Regions from separate parts of the Anas platyrhynchos genome. Here region 1 is linked to region 2. The links are chromatin contacts, called in public Hi-C maps. All regions are on one chromosome and are shown on one strand. The core of a region is the stretch at or near the end of the contact, and the rest is flanking DNA. Distances in the headings are between cores, read along the strand shown. Region 1 overlaps RGS3 (regulator of G protein signaling 3). Region 2 overlaps LOC139999022 (a long non-coding RNA gene).

Region 1 (5,125 bases), core at 2,328-4,827, 81 kb after region 2:
CCCCTCCACCATGGGAACCTGCGTCCCCCTGCCCATCACACCCCCAGCCCACAATGGACACCTCACAGGTGGTGGCCCACGGTCCCCTCTAGTACTGACAGCAGCACCTCCCGCAAGGACACCCACATCCCCCTCCCAAAGCTTCTATCCCAGCTGGGCTGGGCACCCAAAAGAAACTCAGGGTCCCCCGGAGAGCCTCAGCCAGAACTGAACCACATCATGGCAGCTTTGGGGAGCACCCAGGGGTTCCTCTCCCTGACCACCACCCTGGGGTGGCCTGGGCAGACCAAGGGGACCTCGGAGGGGCTGCAAGGTTGGGGTGGCACCAGCGCAGCCTCTGAGCTGTGAAGCCCAGGGCCAGGCATAGGGACCCCTTAGACCACCTTCGCTCAGGGGCTTTGCTACTTCACCCATTACTGAGCACGGCTGGAAGGGGCTCACGGCCAGCCCCACACCCAGCCCAGCCCCACACCGCTTGCTCAGGGCGCTTTCCAGGATCGCTGTCCCGCAGCCGTGCCGTGGGAACCAGCTGCGCAGCCCAGCGGCCCTGGGCTCGAGACTTTTGACACTTCCTTCCATTCTGCGCCCGGGTTTCCGGAGTTTATCGGCCCCAAACAATGCGGCCCCTGCAAAGCGCCTTCCCCCCGCAGATAGGGCCCGGCGGGCGGGCCGGCCAGGGCGACGCGCAGCCGGGGCACGCTTCCTGCCATTGTCCGGAGAGGCCCCGCTGTGCTCAGGGACAAAAGGCAGCAGTGGCAAACCTCAGCCCGAGGGGTCCCAGCGCTCCCGGCCACAATGTGCTCCTAGAACAACAGGGCCCCGACCGCGGGAAGGAGGGGAGCAGGGATCCGTGGGCATGATGGTGTTAAAAGGGACAACAACGCGAGCCCCTCCGCAGTGCTGCCGGGGAATAAAACGCAGTCTGGTGGACACAGCAAGGCCACTGGGTGCCGTAGTCCTGCAGGCATTGCTGGGGCTCGGTGCTGCCGTGGGAGGGGATGCAAAGGGGAACTGGACATTGTACGCAGTGTCCTGGTCTGGGAAGCTCGGAGGGTTTCATTGGACTCCTCAAAATGCACAGAGCTCCAAAAGTCCCTCCCAGGGGTAGGAGGGGGAATGGCCGTGGCCGAAGCCCTGTGCATGGAGAGGCAGCGTGGTGGGAGCGAGCTGGGGGACCCGGGGGGAGGTGAGTTGAAGCAGCAGCCATGCAGAGCTGGACGGAGCCGCTGTAGGAACAGGGACACCCAGAGGTTCCCTTGCCAGCGCTCTGTCCCCTTCCCTGCTCTGAAAAAGTCCAGTCTTATAGGCACCGGGGCTGTTTCGTTTGGAGGAGCTCGACTTGCAGCCTGGTGCTGCAGCAGCCCCTTGCTGCCAGGCTTCATGCACAGCATTGTGAAACCTGCCTCGTGCCATGCCGGCACCTCAGGAGCCTCGCCACCACCACCACCACCACCACCACCACCCCTGCCTCTTCACCAAGCAGCACAGGTGTCCCTGCCACGAGGGCGTACTTCTGTATAGGATCTGGGAGCCCCCCCAGCCCCATAATTGCTGGCACCAGCCTCCAAGAGGGTTTGGGCTTCCCTTTTGCACAGCAGCCCCATCTGGCTGGCCTGTCAGCCCTATAAGAGCTCTCACCAGCCGGCCAGGGTGCAGCATGCAATGTGGTCCTGAGCTCTGCATGGTGCTCTCAAGCAGAGTGACATGGTCCTGAGCTGTGCAGCAAGGTCCCAAGTGGCAGGGTCCCAAGCCATACAACATGGTCCTGAGCCATGCAATGAGATCCCAAGCTGCGCAACAAGGTCCCAAGCCATGCAACACGGGGCCATGGGGCCAGCTTCCATGTGGGCTCTCGTGTGCCAGCACTGCTCTCCCGGTGCCTGATGCACGGCTCCTCCTCAGCCTGTTTAAGACTTGGATGCCCTGCAAGGATCAAAGCCCTGCAAGAGGCTGGTCAGGGCAGAAAGACACCCAGCTCCCGGTGTCCCTGAGCACAGCGGGGACTCCCTGTCACTGAAGGCTCCCTAGAGCCTGGCTTCTCCCTGTCCCTGCCACTGTGAGCAGCATTTCACACATGCAAACACCCATGTGTGCCTCTCTTTGTGGATCTTGGCAGGTGGTGGCTCTTGTGGGACCCTGTGGGCTCAGGTAGCACCATGGGGATGCCCAACCCAGCACCAGCACATGGTGACATCCCCAGGGTGCTGAGTGTCCCCCAGAGCTGGCGCTGGGGACCTTCCTGGCCTGTTGGACACCAGCTTTGCCATGGTCACGGAGAGAGGGCCCCCACATGGGGACACCTCCACTCTGGGGACATCACTCATCCCCAGGGCCAAGCAGGACCCGGCCACCCCACAAAGCCAGCACCTTCCACGTACCTTCCTGTGACCCGAGAACAGCAGGGTGAGCTGGTGGATGGAGCCGCCGTTCTTGGTGAGCTCCTTCTTGAGGGTCCTGGGGGAGGGCAGGGCCCAGTGGCCCTTGGTGCCCTGGCTGTCCGAGCAGTTGAGGGTGGTGTCGGAGGTGAAGCAGTGGCTCTTGGCCTCCTGCAGCAGGCTGCCCTCGCTGTGGGTCCGGCGCCGCAGGGAGTTCTGCACGCTCAGCGTGTAGACGGGCTGGCAGCCCGACGTCTCGATCATGCTGCTGCGCTTCGCCTCGCTCCTCTCCAGGTAATTCTCGTCGCTGTCATCGTCCTCCTCCTCCTCGTCGTCCTCCTCCTCATCCTCCTCCTCGTCTTCCTCGTCCTCGCCGTCTGTGGTGCCGCCAGCCGTGCCCGCCGCGCTCTGGCTGAAGGTGCTGTCGAGCCGCACCTCGGGGATGATGAAGGCCGGCAGGGTGCCATGCCGCTCCTCTCCCCGCTCCGGCTGCTTCTCTGCCGGGACAGGCCCCTGGGCAGCTGCCGGTGCCTCGGCCGGAGCCGGGGCCTCTGCGGCTGGAGGAGCTTCGCCTGTGGCCGCCTTCCCATCCTCTGAGTGCATCTGCCCCGGCTTCTCAGCGTCCGTCTCCAGCATCTGCCCAGGAGATAAAGAAGGATGAAGGCAGGAGCATCCCAGATTTCTCACTCGCCACCCTCTCGTGCAGCCTCTCCACTGCTAACATCCCAACCATGAGGCTGGTCCCAAACCCTACAGCCCTAACAGTGGGGTGGGATGGCGTTGTCCCCTTGTCCCCCCCCAGTATCCTGTCCCAGTCCCGCTCCCCAGAGCGCCACGGCCCCCTGTGGCTGTGGGGTGGCAGTGGGATGGGGCCACCCTGCTCCGTGCTCCAGCAGCACCGTGGGCGAGCGCGTTTGAAGGAAACCAGAGGTTGTGGTGGCTCCACCACAGAGGCAGAGCTCAGAGCAGCATCCTTACCCCCACAGCTCCCTCGTCCCTTTGGGAGCAGCTGAGGGGCTCAGCAGAGGCAGGGAAACCCAGAAACACTCACCCAACAGCTCCAGCCCCTCCTGCCCTGCATTATTAAGGGCAGGAGGGAAGTGCTGGGCTCTGCTCATCGTCCGATTGCCCAAGGCTCAGCCCGGCCACAGCCCTGAGCAGTTCGCCCCCCCCGGCCGGGTGCCATGGCCACAGGGCTCCCCATGGCCACGCGCTGTGGCCTTGCAAAACCACAGCCGCTCCTACCAGCTCTGGTCAGTTTTTTAAGCCTTCGGGGCCGTCTTTTTCCAGCAAGCGTTGCCCTTTCAAAGGCAAAAGCCTAGGGTAGCCCAAGGGAAAAAACCTCCAAGGACTTTTTGTGAGCCGTAGGAGCCTGTGACAAGCTTCCCTGCCAGAGCTGATCCTGTCCCCCGGAATTTCCCTCGGCACGGATGCTGGGTGAGCCAAACGGGCAGCACCAGCTCAGCAGGGGTGAAGCAGAGAGAAAGCCCCCACCCCGGGAAGCGCAGCCCATGCTGGTGTGCTGGGACAGACACGGTTATACAGGACCCCAGGTAACAAGGCGCACAGCAAAAGCCATTACCGCACCCCAGATAAAATCTGGGTGTTTTCAAGAACCCAGTGGAAAGCAGAAAGTCAGAGTTAACAAAGCCACCACCATCATATAAATCAGGTTTACTCCAAAAGGAGTTGGGAATTAGCCCATCCAGCCAAACATCTCTGTGCAAAGAGAGGTGAGGGTGCAAAGACCACACAGCACCCCACAGCACCCATAGGGACCTCCTAAAGGGCCCCAAAAGTGAGCCAGTTTTCCAAAAACTGTTCAGGCTCAGCTGCCCACAGCCAGCTGCCACCTGGGCAGCACACAGGGCAGCTCGCCCACGGCTGCCCATGCCTTTGGCATCCCCAGAGCTGTCCCCTTACACCTGTGACCAGCTTCATCCCCTCCAGCCCTGACTTGCAGCAGCCAGCAATTTAGCATCATCTGAACTGCCCCAGAACAGCTGGATTTGGGGGGAGGCACAAAGCAAACACTGGATTCACCCCATCCTTGGGGCTCTTTCACTCCCCCAGAGTAATTTTTTGCAAAAGGGGATGTTTCCAGGCCTGCCATGCAAGGACGCTATTTGCACCAGTGTGTGTTTTACTGATGCTGTTTATGTCTTATTTGAATTGCAATCACTGTCATCATTATTTCATGAAATAATTAGAGGAGAAACCCACGCAGCCCTGCAAAGCCCTCCCTGTCCCTGACAGCTCCCTATCTGTTCTGTCCTTCTGCTGAACGTTTCTGGTTGCCCACATCTGATAAGGCCCTAGAAGGAAACGAACAGGCTCCTTTAAAATGAGAGACATTTGGGAATTAAATTAAATCCCTGCGCTAATTCAATCAGAGAATCTGCAGCTCTTCAGCGGCACAGAGGATGTGAGCAGGAGACTTGCCACCGAGTGAAGGTTTCATCTCGGGTTGAAAGCATCACCAGGGCTGTGAAATCCTGTCCTTGCAGAAGAGCCATGGATGAGCTCTGCTGAATGTCACCTGGTGGTGGGGAAAGGCAGGGAAGGATGGGACAGGAACGTGGTCGTGGTTGGTCAATGAGCTCAACCAGGGCTGGAGGCACCAGGGGCTTCATCAGCACAGAGCCAAGGGACACCTTGCTGGGCAAGGCCAGTTTGGGACACTGAGGACAGAGCTACGACCAGGCTTCCTTCTCACCATCATCATAGCCAAGGGGTCCAGGAGGAGGCAG
Region 2 (5,116 bases), core at 398-2,897:
TTAAGGAGTTTGTTGTGTTGAGTCTTGTAACAGGAAGGCTGAAAGCAGACATGACTAGTTTGTATAAACACTGCAGGTGTAAACAACTAGAAGGAGAAAGAACTATTTGAATTAAATGATAACATTGGTATGAATGAACATATTAGGCTGGAATTCAAAAGGATATTTCTAGCAAGCAGAGGAGTAATATTTTCAAACAGACTCAGCAACAGGAGGAGCAAACACCCTGAGAGGTCAGAAGGAGCACCATCAAGTCCTGGAGGAGCTGGATAAAAAATCTGGACTCCATGAGCCAAGAGCTCCCATCCTGCACCCTGCTCATTGGTGACACAACCTTGTTTAAATTCAGCAGTGTGCTCAACTGAGCAAATACATGTGTGTGTCCATGTGTATTTTTATCAGTAACTTGTTTCTTCAAATGCTTCTGCCATTCCCAGAAGCACGAGGTAATGCATTTAAAGACTGTTTTCTCTTCCACCCTGGGAAGCTTGTGATGTACCTCTTGATTGCCTTGCATCCCACCTGCCAGTTAGGGAAACAGTTCAGTGAGCCTAGTTAGAGAGCTCAGTTGCTCTAATAATGGTCATCTATTTATAGCCTTTCATAATTTGTTTTATGACAAAAGGGTTTCTGCAAGATGCTCCTTGATTCTTGCAAGTTTGTAATGATTTTTCCCTACCTGTGTTATTGAAAGTAGCTTTTGTGCTCAGAAAAATGACTGTAATAAAGGCCATTTCATGCGCTCGGAGTAAATGATAGTGACTTTAATAGGTTTTTGATGAAAGCTTAGAATTTCTCTTTGTTTTCCTTCAGTTCTTTTCAATCTTCTGGGTCAGTTGAACCTGGCTCACACTAAAACTTGTTATGACAGAACAGGGATGGAGTAAAATGATCTGGATGCAGTACAGCCTTGCCCATTGCTAGCACACAGCTCAGTCCTCTGCCCAGAGCCTCTGGCTATGGCACATTGCAAAGAGCAGAAGGGCAAATTCTGCAGACCACACTGGCTGTGCTTAATTTCCTTATTCCATAGCTGTCTCTCACCAGATTTGACAATTTAACTATGCTTGTTAGACCAGCTATTAAATTTTGTTGGAACTGCTACAACTGGCCTGATGAAATACTCTGCAACATTTTCCTCCCAGAGAGCTCCATACTGTCATTAGCTGCCACTGCATTTCTGTTGTCTCTGTGGCCACTACTGCAGTACTGCATCATTTTTCCTCCAGCAGAAGATCTTCAGGCTTTCTACATTTTCTACAGCATTTTTAATCTTAAGAACTTTTCTCTCGGTTCAGCTGCAGCTCCAGGTGAAATCACTGGTGGTCTCGCCTTCATGGCTGCTGGGGGAGCATCAGAGTCTTCTGTTTTCTGTCTGTCCAGACTTGGACTTATCACAGCTCCCTTCTCTTTGGAGGCAAACCCGACGGGGAGAGCTCAGTCCTGCAGCCACAGCCATAACAGTGCTCTGTTCAAGACTGAGTGGGGCCTCATAAACAGCCAGCTGTGAAATTGGGTGAATCGGGCTTTGGGTTCACATTTCTGTGTTTGTCCTCTTCTTACCTGGTAAAAAGCAGCCCGCAGCTGTCTGGGTTTTCTTCACAGCTGAAGCTTTCAGTGGTTCTCTGATAGGCTCCAGCTTTGTTGTTCCTCCGTGGCCAGGCCTTGGCCCTGTGCCACCCCTCTGCCATTCCCCTTTCCTCGTTTCCTGGCCTTTGCTGTTTGCCTTCATGCTTTGACTCCACCTCTCTGTGCATTCCCACTCACTGTCCAGGCCTCCAGGAGAGCTGCAATTATGGGATGTTCCTAGTACCAGCCAGACCTTCCCCAGGCATCCTGGCCCCCAGATCTGGCTGGTGTTGGAAGGTGCACAGGACAGTGTCTGTCCCATCAGTGAGATGTGTCTGGGACCACCAGGAGGCATTAGTCCTCCACTGAGGGCACGCAGGTGCTGGGAAAGCCATGCAGGCCTGTTCTGCTCCAGAATTCTTCTTCCTGCTTGGCTATAGTGCCCAGCAATGCCTTCAAGATAACCGTGGTGGTAGAAAAGACGGAGCATTATCACCAGTGTCAAACTTTGTGTCTTGAAAAGTCGAACACAATTTGATCTGGCCTCTCTTCCATTAAATCAGCTCTGGGGTTTGCTCCCTTGCCATGAGAGGGCAGCACCCGGACTTTCTGGAATAGTTCCTGTGTATTGAGCTTCCAGCAGAGATGTACCAGGCTCCTTGAAAACACTCAGCAAACCTACAGGGAATATTTTTTCCTCAAGTTATGCAGATAATGGGTCTACACTAAACCCTTCACATAGCTTTCCTTCACAGTTGGACTGTTTGTTTTTTTTTATTATCAGTTTAACAAAAGGATCTCAAATTGCCAAGAAATTCTCCTACTTCCACTCAGGATGGAGGTGAATTGTGTTTTGTTTTGTTTTCTCAGCTGTTGTAACCAAAGCCTTTCAAGAATTTGTGGGGACCAGACAGGGATTATGAGTCTTAGCCTCCAGCCAGGCCTTTGGGTTTCCTTTACACCCACGGCTGTAATTCCTGAGCTCGTCAGCAGCACCAAACCTGCATGCACAATTAGGGAACCTGATGTTTGCTTTCTGTCATGAGTGAGTCTTGTGTTTCCTTTCTCAGGAAGGCAAAGCTGCCTGAGATGCACATTTGCTTTTATTTTACCTTGTTTCGTTCCTTCCCCCACTGAGGCGGTGGGAGCAGCAGGATCCAATTTGCAGAGGAACAGCGCAGTACTGAGTAGCTCAGCACACACTGGAGTGCAGAGAATGCTTTCATGGAACTGAACACAAACAAGCTGCTCTCTATATTTGGGTCACTCTGGCTGGAAACCAAAATAGCAATTTCGGCAGACACTATGCATCACATGGATGTCCATCTGAATGCTTCCAGGGGGTGGCACATTCACTTTTGAAGAAAACCATGTTCTAGGAGTTACTCTGTGTTTGTTTGTTTGTTTGTTTGTTTGTAGAGGTAATTTTCCTGGGAACCAGGCAAGAACTTCCTGATTCAAATACAAATGACTGTTTGCAGCTGTGACAATGCTGTCGGAAAGCACAATAATTTTATTGTCATTGATGTTCCACTGATAACATCAGCTAAGGATCCATCCCATGTTTTTTTCAGGGATCAGACCAGAATTTCATGTAAAGGCTGAGACCAGGTGAAGCTCATCACACATCTATAACATGTGAACGTGAGGGGTTGAGACGTTAAGGATTAGTTCCAATGAGTTCATTTTCCGTCATGAAATTCATAGACTGAGCATAAACCAAAGAAGATGAATATCCCCAAAGAGAACAGAATGAACCTTTTCAGATGGTTTCATTGGCAATGAACTTTTTTCACAATAACTGGTTGTCTCGGTTGATTTTGGAATGAGCAGTCAGAACTGAAACAAAGCTGTTGGGTTTTTCTGAGTGGGAACTGAAATGTTAGATTCTCTGCTGACTCGTGCTGGCCCCATAGTCAAATGTGATATTCCCCCTGGCATTTCAATGTGTTAATGAAGTCCAGAGACGACCTCAACTCTTGTTTTATATTTCACAAAACACTAATGGCAAATTCAGCCCCCTGGCCCCAGTCAACCAGATGGCCAAAATGTAGCCTTGGCTCTGTTTCAACACCTTTTATAGCCTCAGGGCAGAGCCTCAGCTGGCGCACACCATCACAACTTGAGACGCTCCAGCCATTTCCCTCAGCTGGAGATCTGCTTTTCCAAGTGTAAATATTGTATATTCTGAGTCTTTACCCCAAGGTAAATTTTATCCTCATTGCAGTCCTGAGCCCAGTCATGGACCTAGTCCAGAGCCTGGATGCTGTCCAGAGTCTTCTCCATGCTGGAATCATCCCTGATTCAAGTAACACCTTTTTCCGTGCTGGATACTGCCATGCCCCATAGGTCCATTGGTGCCATATACCATTAGACATGGTGCTGGTGTTGCGATTCCAAACTTGCAATCAAGTGGGAGCATGTTCCCATGGGAGCATCTGGTATAATTCAGGGAAAATTTTGCCTGCCTTAATGGACACTGTCACCTTTCCACAGGCACTGGGACAAGGGTATGCCCTTTCTGCAAGGTGAGCAGAATGAGCTCTGAAATTATGTATTCTGATGGCAGCAAATGGTTTATGTCCTTTCCTTCTGGCCTCACTAATTTAAGCTACACTGTTCTACAGCTTCTATTTTCTCTTGTACCACAGCTTTCCTCTGGGGCTTCTAACCACTTAGTTTCTTCAGAGATTCAGAAGTAGAGAATTAATCAGGCACTGAGGTAGTGACTCATATTAAAAGAAGGGAAGTACTAATTTTACACTGCTCCCCACCTAGAATACAAACAAGATCTCCTTGGGATCTCATGGGGGAAGATGTCAGTGTCAAATGCAAAATCAAAGGCAGAAGCATGGTTTTGGGTCCAGGATGTATTTGCTCAAAGCAAAGCAGGGGCAAACAGTGAAGGGGCAAATGACACTCAGCTGGCATCCCCCACTGGTTTTGCATGCTGGAGGCTTAGATCAAGAAAATCCTGTCTATTTCTCACCTGGACAGCCACTGGTCTTCCCCACTTCTGCAGACAGACCCACAGTTTAGCATTAAAACAGCCTGAGACTGAGGAAATACCAGGCAGTAAGTGACCCAGGAGAAGGACCCAAGGACAGATGTCAGCAGGGTGCAGTGTGTAAGCAGCCCCGCTGCAGAGACACAAGCACCATCCCCACACTCCTCCCGAACCCCTGCAAACAAGACCCTGGTGGCTGTGCTTCAAGCGAGGATGGCACCAAGACCTGGGTTCACACATGTGTTTAGGAGTTGAGGTACTGATTCAGAGACTTGTATCAAATGCCTGAGGCTGTAAAATCATGTAGGAGAGACTGGGAACAGGTTTTTTCCTGGTCTGCAACTCTTACAGCAGGTAAACAAGACTACAGCAAAGCTGTGCCCATAGCATGTGGGAGGCTTGGAGGTGAACCTGCAGCAAACAAGCCCAACTTTGGGGTTGATTCATGTTGAGCATCAAATGGGTAAAAGAAAAGATTTGTGAGCTGTAGATAGGAAAATAGTTGCCCGGTAACTTTGCAGTGCCCATAGGGTTTTCCTC

The links. A called contact is a pair of places that touch in the nucleus more often than the background predicts.
Region 1: a Hi-C map of skeletal muscle shows a contact between it and region 2, with 4 times the contacts expected there. The contact joins two enhancer-like sites. A contact is called at or near these places in 6 of 8 Hi-C or Micro-C datasets (F5 follicle, liver, skeletal muscle and 2 more).

Annotation. Positions count from the first base shown.
Region 1 is chr18:4,116,969-4,122,093 of IASCAAS_PekinDuck_T2T, forward strand. It overlaps RGS3 (regulator of G protein signaling 3), which reads right to left. Exons shown (of 24, transcript XM_038164992.2): 19 at 2,379-3,011. Among named protein-coding and RNA genes, the nearest start is that of RGS3, 68 kb to the right of the region's middle. Within about 2 kb of position 3,578, at least 3 of the 8 cell types and tissues checked have an H3K27ac peak or open chromatin away from gene starts, as enhancers often do.
Region 2 is chr18:4,037,429-4,042,544 of IASCAAS_PekinDuck_T2T, forward strand. LOC139999022 (a long non-coding RNA gene) reads right to left here. Exons shown (of 3, transcript XR_011803999.1): 3 at 1-5,116. Among named protein-coding and RNA genes, the nearest start is that of TRNAT-AGU, 6.7 kb to the left of the region's middle. Within about 2 kb of position 1,648, at least 5 of the 8 cell types and tissues checked have an H3K27ac peak or open chromatin away from gene starts, as enhancers often do.